Regions from separate parts of the Gossypium hirsutum genome. Here region 2 is linked to region 1. Evidence: chromatin contacts called from public Hi-C data. All regions are on one chromosome and are shown on one strand. Each heading gives the region's core, a stretch centred on a gene start, on an enhancer-like site or on the middle of the called end of the contact. The rest is flanking DNA. Distances are from core to core; before and after follow the strand shown. Region 1 has its middle 14 kb from the start of LOC107900258. Region 2 holds the start of LOC107900892 (AT-hook motif nuclear-localized protein 9).

Region 1 (5,647 bases), core at 1,364-3,863:
TATAATTTTTGAACTTGTCGAATTTTGGTGTTGATGTTAGTAAAACCTCAACTATTGCAGAAATAAGTGATTCAAAGTATAATATATCGGATGATGAATTAAGTGAGACTGGACATTAATCCGATGATTATTAGTTTGATAAGGTACCATTACAGTGCTTATATTTGTATGGCTTCATTTTAACCGAATTTTAATTAATTATAATTTATTCATCAGATCAATCAACTGAGCCCAACAATGATAGTAAAGTTGTGTAAAGAGTTAATTTAGTTTTAACTCAACCTTCTTTGGGTACAATCCTCGGAATGCTTCCCGAAGAGTTTCGTTGTAACACAAAATCTATATTACAATTTGACCTGTATACTTGCGAACACCGCTGCTTAATTTTATATCTTTTTGTTGCAATATTTCTAATTTAGATGTTCGCACGTCTGGCGACGGTCAATTATTAATAAATAGTCATAATTATTCAAGTAGATATCTATTAAGTAATTATGTTTATTGCTAAAGATATGACTATCCATTTGGAAAGTTATATCCCTATGAAAAGACACGAGGTCTCTTATAAAAATAAGTGAATTTTCATTTGTATAGCAGTCCCAAAAGCATAGAAATAAAGTTTCTTTCTATTTCTCCAACCATATTTTATATTCCTAGGTTGTTTTATAAAGAATTATTATAGAAATTCTTTATAAAAATTGATATCCTTGCTATGCTCCGCTCGGTGCTCAGTAGATTGTTTCCGTCAGTGCAAAACGTAAACAGTCATTGGGCTTTATTGTATCATTAAAGTTTATTTGCCAATAATTCTTTTGCACACCATAATATAGGTAGGGGCGAATAAAACCTTAAAAAAGGTAGCATTGATACACGCCTTGATGCCTTCGTTAATTTTTTAGAAGTTTATTTTATCTTCACGCAACAATAATTGGTCTAACAAGTTTCAAGTTACCAACACAATTTCTTAATTTCTAACGTGACTTGATCAAACTACTATATTTTTCTATTTTTTATTATCTTTTAACTACAACTATAGATTTAAAATGAACCCATAAAATTACACTATAATAATATCTCATTTTAGAAATTATGGATAACAAAATATTACTAGGAATTTCTATTTTCTCATAGCTAAGCTATAAGTGATTGAAACATTGGGATGCTCTTGAAATTGTACTAGGCTTGTGGGCCTTGAAATTGAAGCTTTGTGGGACTTGGTTTTGGCATGTCAGAATGTCTACATTCATTTATTGGTCGGCAATTGAAAGAAACCATTCTGTACAACTTAGCCGAAAACTTAAATGCAACAAATTTTCTATCAGAATAAAAAATTTTCAACTTCAGTTTCACCCTTCTGGCACCAACCCAAGCAAACTTTAGAAAAGCCTTTGTTCCATACTACCTCATGTATTAAAATTTTGCTAATAAGTGGCTTAAATTACTTTTCTTTAATATTAAAATTTTGTTAATAAATGTTTTTTAGAGTTTATAAGTGTAAGCAATAATAAATACAAATAATTATAAAATCAAATTTAATAAATATAAATTACAAATGAACGAAAAATTGAAATATAATATGATAATTATAATGAAAACTCTTAAAATAAGAACAATGAGAACTATAATGTTTTTAATCATTAGATCAAATTAAATCCTTCTTCTATATTACTAAAATAAAAACCATAACACCCAACTTTATTTTTATTTTACTATGATGTTACAAGTAGGGGTGAGTCAAAAAGTTCTCTCAAAAATTAAAATTAAATTATATATTTTTATAAATTAAAATATAAATTGATTTTTTAATAACTTATATCTTTATAATTTTTAAATGACTAAATTAAAATTCTATCATTTAGAGAAGTATAATTTTACATTTTACTAAATTAATTAAAAATAAAATTTTATATTTTAGGGGAGTCTAGCCTCGCGTTACAAGTAAAAGCCTGATTTCAATAATTTTAATATCAATTAATTGCATAATAGTGTTGAGAATTAATTGAAATTGAAATATGGGTTGTAAGATTTTTTATTTGAGTGCTGTGGTTTTTTTAGTAAAATAAGTTAAATCATGAATCCGTAACTTACAAAAAATTAATTTGATTTAAAGATAAAAAACAATTTGATTATCATAATTTTCATTTTAAAAATTATTATGATTTTTATTTTAAGAATTCTCGGAGTATAATTAAATAAAACTTATAACAATACTAGAAAACATAAAGATTTTTGCTAACAAAAATAAGCTTTCATCGGTAAATAATACTCTCTTCTTTTTTTTTTTTGAGTAAAAAACGAACACAAAGGTCAAGACAAATTCATTCAAATAGCATCACAGATTATATCATTATGGATATCTTATGGATAATCCATATCAAAGAACCAATTACAAGCATCCACACATTTTTTTACAAATAAGATCTGCCACAAAGTTACAATGCTGATTAGTCCAAATACAGGTAATAGAACGAAAGTTAACAAAGGCCTTAATACTTTCCTTAATCTGCTCGCCAATAATTGTCAAATCCCTTTTCTGGCCATTTATTTTGTTGACCAACCCTGCACTGTCTGACTTAAAAAGCACATCACCTTGAATATTAAGACGACACGCAATTTTAATACTTTCGTCAAAAGCATACCACTCAGCCTCCTCAATCGACAGCTGTATTTCTTTGAAGCCACCACCTCCACCAAAAAAAACCCGTCATCATCCCTTACAATAACCCCATATCCAGTTCTGTTATTCCCAATAGAAGCGTCAAAGTTAATTTTAATGCAGTTTTTTAGAGGTTTGACCCATTTTCTATCGTCAACCTGGGCAGATAACATCGGCATATTTAATAGGTTATGGATTCAGAATTCTTTACTGAACATACTGGCCTTATTCCATATGTCCTTTGCCTTATCTTCTTTTCCCCTAAAAACTCGATTGTTTTTGTTGTTCCAGCAATTCCACAGAATGGTCATAAAGTCCGCCATTGTTTTTTTGTCAAGAATTCTCAACATATCTTCCAGCTAGTCTATACATCTATCATACTCTTAGAAAAAATACTGTTGTCCAGACCGTCAAACATTAGAGTGGCCCTCGAATTCGAATAGTCTTTAAGGGCGTGGACGAGAGTCTCAAACTTGGCACCACACCTGGGACAAGCTTGACTAAAACCACTATGAATAGAAGCAATTTTGACGTTAGTAGGCAGGATCTCGTTACCCACATGCCAAGTGAACACACGGATCTTAGGAAGAGTGTCAAGTTTCCAAATCGCTATAAAAAAAACCTATGAGGACCAAACCCAATTTGCTTCAAAAGGAGCCAGGAGTAATTAGACTTCAATGTATATTCTCCTAAAGAATTGTGAAACCACACCATTCTATTGTTGTGATTCTCGTCCTCGATTGGTAAGTTACAAAATTTCTCCCCTAAATTTTGGCCATAAAGCTCCCGCACTTTACAAGTATTCCAGCTTCTACTTTCAACATGCCAAAGATCTCTAACACTGTGTTCATTATGGTTTAACATGTTTGACTTAATAGCTTCCCCATTTAGTCATTCCAACCCCCAATTAACAGTGCGAATATTAATACGGTCACCACAGCCAACTTGCCACTCGAATCCATCCTTGAAGGCATTAGATGCAGTAGCAATACTTCTCCAAGTAAACGAGGATCTATCGACTTTTTTAGAGTTGAAAATATTCCTAGCAGGAAAATATTTGGAACTGAGAACTTTATAACAAATAGTATATTTATTGTTAATAAGCCTCCTAACCTGCCGACCGAGAAGTGTCAAATTAAAAAGGTGGATATCCTGAAATCCGAGCCCTCCCATACCCTTAGGGTTGTTAACATTAATGGAAGACAATTAATAATGGTTGCCATTAACATTAATGGGAGACAATCAATAATGACAACCACCAACTTTGGAAAAGTGGCAAGGGATAATTTTTTTTTTGGACCTTGAGATAATGGGCTATTTATTGTTTGGTCCTTGAACCTCAACTATAAATAGGCCTTCTCATTTCTCATTTCTCATTTCAATTCATCCCAACCAATCTTTCTCTCTTAGTTTTCTCTCTTCTCTCATTTGAGAATTCTTAAGGAATTCTATTTGTTTGTAATATCTTGAAGATAGTAAAATTATCATCTGGTGTTAGTGCCCGAGCACGTAGGTATAATTTACCGAACTCGTTAAAACTCTTGTGTTCTTTCTTGTCCTATTTTTCTTTCAATATTTAAGGGTATAATAGTAGTATTTAATTGTGCTATTAAATTACTATAGAAGGGATATTCTGTCTAAGGAAAGACTTGGTATTTAAGAGATCCATGTGATCCACCTCTCTTTCCTGGGAATTGAACTTTGTGTGATTTTTAGTACAATAATTTACACGCTTCCGACCCTATTGGAACAACAAGTGGTATCAGAGCCGAAGGTTAATCGTAGTATGCTCTGTGGTTGCAGTTTAAACTGATCTTCCACATCAGAAAAGATTTCCTTAGGTATATATTGAAAGATTATGGAGAAAACGGTCGGTGTAGGAGCTTCAACATCGTCCATGTGGACAAGACCGACAATTGCAAATGCAAGATTGGCCGTGGAGATCTTTGATGGCACGGGCCATTTTGGTATGTGGCAAAGTGAGGTTCTAGATGCCCTTTTTCAGCAGGGTCTAGACATTGCCATTGATGAAGAGAAACCAGATGATGTACAGGAGAAAGATTGGAAGGCGATCAATCGGTTGGCATGTGGCACAATTCGATCATGCCTTTCTCGAGAGCAGAGGTATGCTTTTTCAAATGAGACTTCTGCAAATAAGTTGTGGGTGGTACTTGAAGAAAATTTTTTGAAGAAAAACAGTCAAAATAAGCTCCACTTGAAGAAAAGACTGTTTCGCTTCACTTACGTCCCAAGTACCACAATGAATGATCACATCACCAAATTTAATCAGTTAGTCACTGATTTGCTAAATATGGATGAGACATTCAAATATGAAGATTTGGCTTTGATGCTGTTGGGGTCACTTCCTGAGGAGTTTGAGTTCCTAGAAACTACTCTACTTCATGGCAGGAGTGATATATCTCTGAGCGAAGTCTGTGCGGCCTTATACAGTTATGAACAGAGAAAGAATGACAAACAGAAAAACTCAATCAGAGATACAAAAGCTTTAGTAGTCCGAGGTCGTTCATACACTCGGAAGAAAACTCAAAAGGGGAGATCAAAGTCAAAGTCCAGACTCGGGAAAGATGAATGTGCTTTTTGTCATGAGAAAGGCCACTGGAAGAAAAATTGTCCAAAGCTGAAGAATAAGGGAAAAGCTGCTGTAGATGCTTGTGTTGCTAAGCATGATACTAGTGACTCTGAACTATCACTGGTTGCATCATCATCGTCGTTCCATTCAGATGAGTGGATATTGGATTCGGGTTGTACCTATCATATGTCCCCTAACCGGGAGTGGTTCTCTGATTTAGTAGAACTAAATGGAGGAGTTGTTTATATGGGCAATGACAATGCCTGTAAAACTGTTAGGATAGGTTCAATCCAATTAAAGAATAAAGATGGATCAACCAGAGTTCTGACTGATATTCGATACGTGCCCAGTTTGAAGAAAAATCTCATCTCATTGGGAGCCTTGGAATCCAATGGTTCAGT
Region 2 (5,999 bases), core at 806-3,305, 93 kb after region 1:
TGAAATTTCAGCCGACAAGCTTTTAGTTACGAAATTTCTGCATTTATGTCACTTGCACATTTTTTTAATCTAAAATTTCATGGATTATAGTGAGGCCAACAAGCTCTTAATGTATTAGTTAAGTTATTTCTAGCCAAAGCAGCTTCTGACCCTACTCAGCTTGCATTTTAAATCAAATTAGAAAAAACCTAGGGAGCAGATCAGTTGGCAATATTACACAATCAAATTACTAAAATATGTGGACACTACAAAATCCTTTTTAAAATATGCCAAAAAGGTTTATTCCACCAAGTTGAACTGCCACTTCAAGCTACATTCCCCCTAATCATGCTCTACACATTTATAGAAGAGATAGGCCAAATGTCTTACCAAGGGAAGCTAACTGTTGCTTCCTTCCGGTACCCCGTGGCCGCCCTCTTCCTCGTTTTTGGCCCGGTGTTGTGGTCACGGGATGAGGAGCTGATGCAGGAGTCAGCGCCAACGAAACAGTCCCATCAGGACCGTACTTTCGGGGCCTGCCTCTTTTCCGTTTCACTGTCTCACTAGATGGCTGTGCTGAAGGTGTGCCTACATTGACACTATGAGGGGCAATTCCTGATGGAGACTCCATAGCTAAGGTTGATCCCACAGTAGTGACTGGAATACTTGATTGGTATTGTACATTTGGACTAGAGAACGGATGAATGCCTGGAGATCCGTGTATCCCAGACTCCGGTTCGGACCCTGACCCGGTTATTCCTCTTTGTTGCATATAGTAAGATGCAGACCCTGATAATGCCATGGCATCCCTTCGATCCATGCATTCACCTCCAATAACCTATACACTTGAATGATGCCTTCAAAATCAACTTTCAAACAAAAAATTTTAACCAAAAAAGAGCTCCAAATTGGGTGAAAATAAACCAGCTGAAAAGCATATAGATCTTAGAACATATTTTATGGTTTTCCAAGTTAAAATTCAAAGATGCATGCAAAAGATCAGGGAATTGAGCCAGAAAACAAACCAAGGAGATGCATTTAGCGTTTACAAGCAAAGCACTTTGAATCTAGACATGAAAAAAATGAAGCGCCATAGTTAGAGAAAGTAAGTAGCGAAAACAGCAACGAAGAAATTACAAAGATTAAGAGTGGAAAATTGGGAAGAGGTGAGAAGTTGAAAGGAAAAAGACAAAATTGCAAGCTGTTTTAGAGCTTACCAAACCACGGGAAACGAAGAAAAAGGCGTCATGTTAAAGATATAAAGGAGATGGGAAACTAAAAACCAGGTCCACACACTCACCAACCTTTAAGACAAAGCATCTTCCACAGCTAAAACCCAGACCTTAACACTTCAAAAATCACAACCCAAAGAAAGCGATTTGCACACTAACATAATTATGTAAAAAATAATAAAAATAAAGAAAGAAGCAGACAAAAGTTGAAGCCAATGCCATAAAATAAAGTCAAACTAAGTTGAAAAGAAGAACTAAGAGAAACAAAGCAGAAATGGTTGAACTTTTTGCTCCTTTATTTTTTCCTCCAAAAAAAGTAACTTACATTAGTAAACTAGGGTTAAAGGTTCAGACTTTTGAAAGTAGGAAGCTGCGAAGAAGATGGGTTTTTTACCTTGTTTTCAAAAAGGAAAGATTGACGGAGGTTAAGGGAATTAAAAGCAGAGAGAGAAATGAAGAAGAGAGGCCATTTTTCGAGTGAAGAAGGTGAGAAGAAAGGCGATTATTTATTACTTACAGTACAGAAAAGAAAGAAAAAAAAAAAAAGCTCCTTCCCTTTGCATACAGAGGTACGTATCGGGATGCATAAGTATTTCTAGGGCAGAGCTTTCTCTTTCTCCTTAAATCTCTCTCTCTCTCTCCTCCATTATAAAAGCTGTTTCTTTCCTTTTTGTTCTTGGTTTCTCTTTCTTGCTATCAAAAAAGTTTCTTTTATCTTTGCTTTGCTCTCTACAGTGCGAGGAAGGGAGTTGCTGTAATTGGTGTTGGATGTGTGAGAAGTTACATGCCACTTTTAATCATACCATTCAATTCAAATTCGAATTTTCAAAATCACTATTACAATTGTCACGAATTTCGAAATCATTATTATTCATAAATAATTAAACAGACATAAAATACATCACGTCTGCGGACATTTGTCTAGGATCGTAATTCGGTTTAGCTTTGATTTAGGGCCTATTTCGAATTTAATAGAAGTATAGTTTTAGACTAAGTAATTACAAAAACAATTACGCATAAAGGTGTATAAAGCCCTTCAATTTTTTCAAAAAAAGTTTTTCTTTTTTTTCACTCGCTTGAATACTTAAATTTTCACAATACATTAAAAAAATTTTAAATTTTTTCAAAAAAATAATTAAGCCTCTACTTTTTTTCTACTGAATTAGATACTTAAACTTTTAAAACGTATCAAAAAGGCCCTCAAACTTTAAAAAAAAAAACAATTAAGCCCCTTTTTTTTACTCAATTGGATGCTTAAACTATCCCTAATTTTTTTTTCAGTTAAAGCCACCGCCACATGTCACATTGTATTGCGACACATGATAGCTTTAACTGAAAAAACAAGGAGTCGTTAACTTTAACAGTCAAGGGTTAAAGTTAATAGTTAAAAAGTCTTTTTGATGCCTTTTATATTTTTTATGATTATTATAAAATTCTACAATATTTTATAATTTTTTTTGCAATTTTTATAATTTTTTTCTAATTTTTAATAAAACTTAAATATTTTTGTATTTTTTATTAAAATTTAATAATTTATATGATTTTTATTGATTTTTATTTTTTATAATTTTTTGCCACATGTCACGCCGGGGTTGTGACACGAGGTGGCTTTAGCTGAAAAAAATTAATGTAGTTAACTTTAACGGTCAACTGTTAAAGTTAACGGCCAAAGAGCATTTTTGATGCATTTTACAATTCAAATACCTAATTAAGTGCGAAAAAATTTAAGGGCTTAATTGTTTTTTCAAAAAAAAGTTTGAAGGTCGTTTTAATGCATTTTGAAAGTTCAAGTACCCAATTAAGTGTAAAAAAAAAAGCAGGGGCTTAATTGTTTTTTTTTTTAAGTTTGAGAGACTTTTTGGTGCATTTTGAAAGTTAAAGTACCCAAGTAAGTACCCAAAAAAAACAGGGGCTTAATTGCCCTATTTGAAAAAGTTTGAGGGATATTTACACCCTTAAGCCAAAAAATTATAATTTTTATATGTATTTGGTTGACATAGTGTAATTACATTGTAATTTCATAGGTCATGTTTAGTAATAGAAATTGTAGTTACTATAGAAATATTATTAATATGATAAAAATAATTTCTAAACAAGTAAAATAAAATTAAAATAAAATCATCATATGTATTATGTTAGCCTAAAAGAGTAGTTGATAATACAATTACTATTACAAGTAACAAGAAAAAATAAAAATCATATGTAATTTTATCTAATTGTTTCCTAATGCATATTTTTAAGATTATTCTCTTTAATATTTAAGATATGCTTTTTATCATTATTTGTTGGTATTGACCAAGTTCATCATCATCATCATCATCATCTAATTTTGAATATGCATCATTATGATTGTTAAGATCTCCTTCTTCCATGTAGTTTTTGAAGTATAGATCATTCCAATTCTATCTATGGTTGAAGTTATGAAATATGCAACATGCTAATACGATTCAACCTTATTTTTTTATGTTATACTAAGGTGACGTTGTTAATATGATAAATATATTTTTAGAACAACAAATATCTGCTCAACCATATTTTGAAGCATTGAATGTCTCAAATAAAAGAGTTTGTGAGCTACCTGTGGTGCTTATATCTAGCATCATTCTCTCAAAAGGTATCATATCCTACAATATGGTGCAAGAATATCTTTTGTTTTTGCATAATTAACATCAACCTTATAATATTTGAGTTCACAGTCTAAATAATCTGTAGCTTTAATTATAAAAGAACTTATATAAATTTGATGGGGAGAACGACTTATGCTATGTTATATCTTTTTTATAATACGTAAATTAAGTAAAAATAATATATTACTTATAATATATAACCTTCATAAATAAGGTTTTATAAATTATTTAATAATTTTCATAATAGGTGAAATACTTAAAAATATCGATTTTTTTTAAATTACCGGATGGGCTGGTTTTTCGAAAAATTATGGGACTAGGTCGAAATAATGAAAACGCTTCTAGCTAGAAGCATTTTTAATAACGGTTACCCCTCCCAACAGCTACCCCTCCCAACGGCTATTTAAATAGTCGTCGAAACCCCTCCACTAATAGCTTTTTTTTTCTATATAAACCCCTAATTCTTTTCTTTTTTTCAATTCAATCTCAACTATCTATATCTCATATTCTCAAATCTTTCTCAAATTTCTCTTAATTCCTTCTTAATTTCTCATTCAATTTTTATTCTCTCAACTCTTTTTTTAATTAAAATTGTATTAAGGTTTTTTAATTATTTTTTATATTACAATTTATTTTTTGTTTTTCAAAATTAGTAATGGCAAAATCTCTAATCCATTTGAATGACAAAATCTCAAATCAAAATCACTAACTGAGTGTCGTGTCGGGGTCTAGTATTTTATATTACCACCAAACCTCAATTGCTGGACATTTTGTCTACCACGATTGAAATCTAGGGTTGAAACAGGTGAGTGTCTTCCCATTGATGATTTCGGGATATCATAATAGGAACTTTCTAACAAAGCAGTGACCCACCGCACAACTGTGTTAATGAACTCTCGGTTTCTTCTTTCATTTCGGCCTCTCGAACTAGAACATATGTCGACCTCCAAGCGCCTTCATCTTTGTTTGAAAAATCTATATATAACTCGAGTATTGGTGATCCACTAGCAATATGCATCTGCACCATCGCCTCCAACCCCCTTGTTCCTATGATATCAAAAGCGTCATATTTGATGAGGTCGACAGAAGCATAAAATTGATATTTCAGTGACAATACTCTCATCTGGTTGGATCCGATGATTTTTCACCTAATTTTTCCACGCAGCTCCGGCAATTGTATATTCAAGTTAAAAGCTAATCGCGTTGTGTTCTCCGATAAAAAAAACCCCATTCTCAGTGTCACAGACTTCAACGTCGTAATAAAAAATAGTATTAATTCGTCCACTCATTTTCAACGAAATAACTTATTCCACATGTTCGAAACAAAAACATTATGTAGAAAAATAGTGTTGTAATTATATATGAACAACAAAAATTGATCCTTACTTAATGCAATTGCATGGTTGCTCCAAATTATACCTTATGAAATGCCTTGCGAACTTCCTCTTTTTTCGATTCTTCTTGCAATTTTGTTTGCTCAGAATTGCCTTATGCCACTCAATGCTGAAAGCCATCCTTTTCTAGAGCTAGGGTGAGTGATAATTGATTCAAAAAATTTTCCCAGAAGAGTGGGAAGTTTGCATGCATTGAATTTGGTAAAGGGAAAACGCTCCATATAGGACGTGTCTTCAGTGCACTATCAAAAAATAGCATTGAAAACACGACCAACTGGACACGGTTTCAACTGACATGGCACGAAAACATGTCCAGCTGGACACACTTTCAATGCATTTTTCTGACAGTGCACTGAAAACGCATCCTACGTGGAGCATTTCCCCTCTACCACTTTCAACTCCTACAATTTCCAACTCACCCATCAGATATCACGAGATTCTCGAGATAATATTTTTTGAAGAAATCTGATCGACCTCAACCTCTCGTAAAAAAACCTGATCAAAATTCAATTTTATTTGGAAAAAAATTACAAACTAAGAGTTAATCGAATCGAGTAGTTCGAGTTTCGATTTTGAATCGAATTAAATTTTACAATTTGAATATACAATTGGTGTAAATACGATTGGTGTAAATATCGAATTAAATAATTATTAACTTTATATCTTAAAAAGTTATAAAAAAATCTAAATCTTATATAAAAAAACTTAAAAAATACAAAAAAAGAATAAACCCTATAAAACCCTAAACCATAAAACACTAAAACCTA

The links. A called contact is a pair of places that touch in the nucleus more often than the background predicts.
Region 2: a contact with region 1 is called in a Hi-C map of leaf, with 2.5 times the contacts expected there. The contact joins the promoter of LOC107900892 here to the enhancer-like site in region 1. A contact is called at or near these places in 4 of 34 Hi-C or Micro-C datasets (all in leaf).

Annotation. Positions count from the first base shown.
Region 1 is chrD08:50,814,673-50,820,319 of Gossypium_hirsutum_v2.1, forward strand. No RefSeq gene overlaps it. Among protein-coding and RNA genes, the nearest start is that of LOC107900258, 14 kb to the left of the region's middle. Within about 2 kb of position 2,614, at least 8 of the 9 cell types and tissues checked have an H3K27ac peak or open chromatin away from gene starts, as enhancers often do. A contact at or near this core is called in leaf, where this site is marked.
Region 2 is chrD08:50,907,767-50,913,765 of Gossypium_hirsutum_v2.1, forward strand. It overlaps LOC107900892 (AT-hook motif nuclear-localized protein 9), which reads right to left and starts at 2,056. Exons shown (of 6, transcript XM_016826655.2): 1 at 1,005-2,056; 2 at 370-824. The coding sequence starts at 799.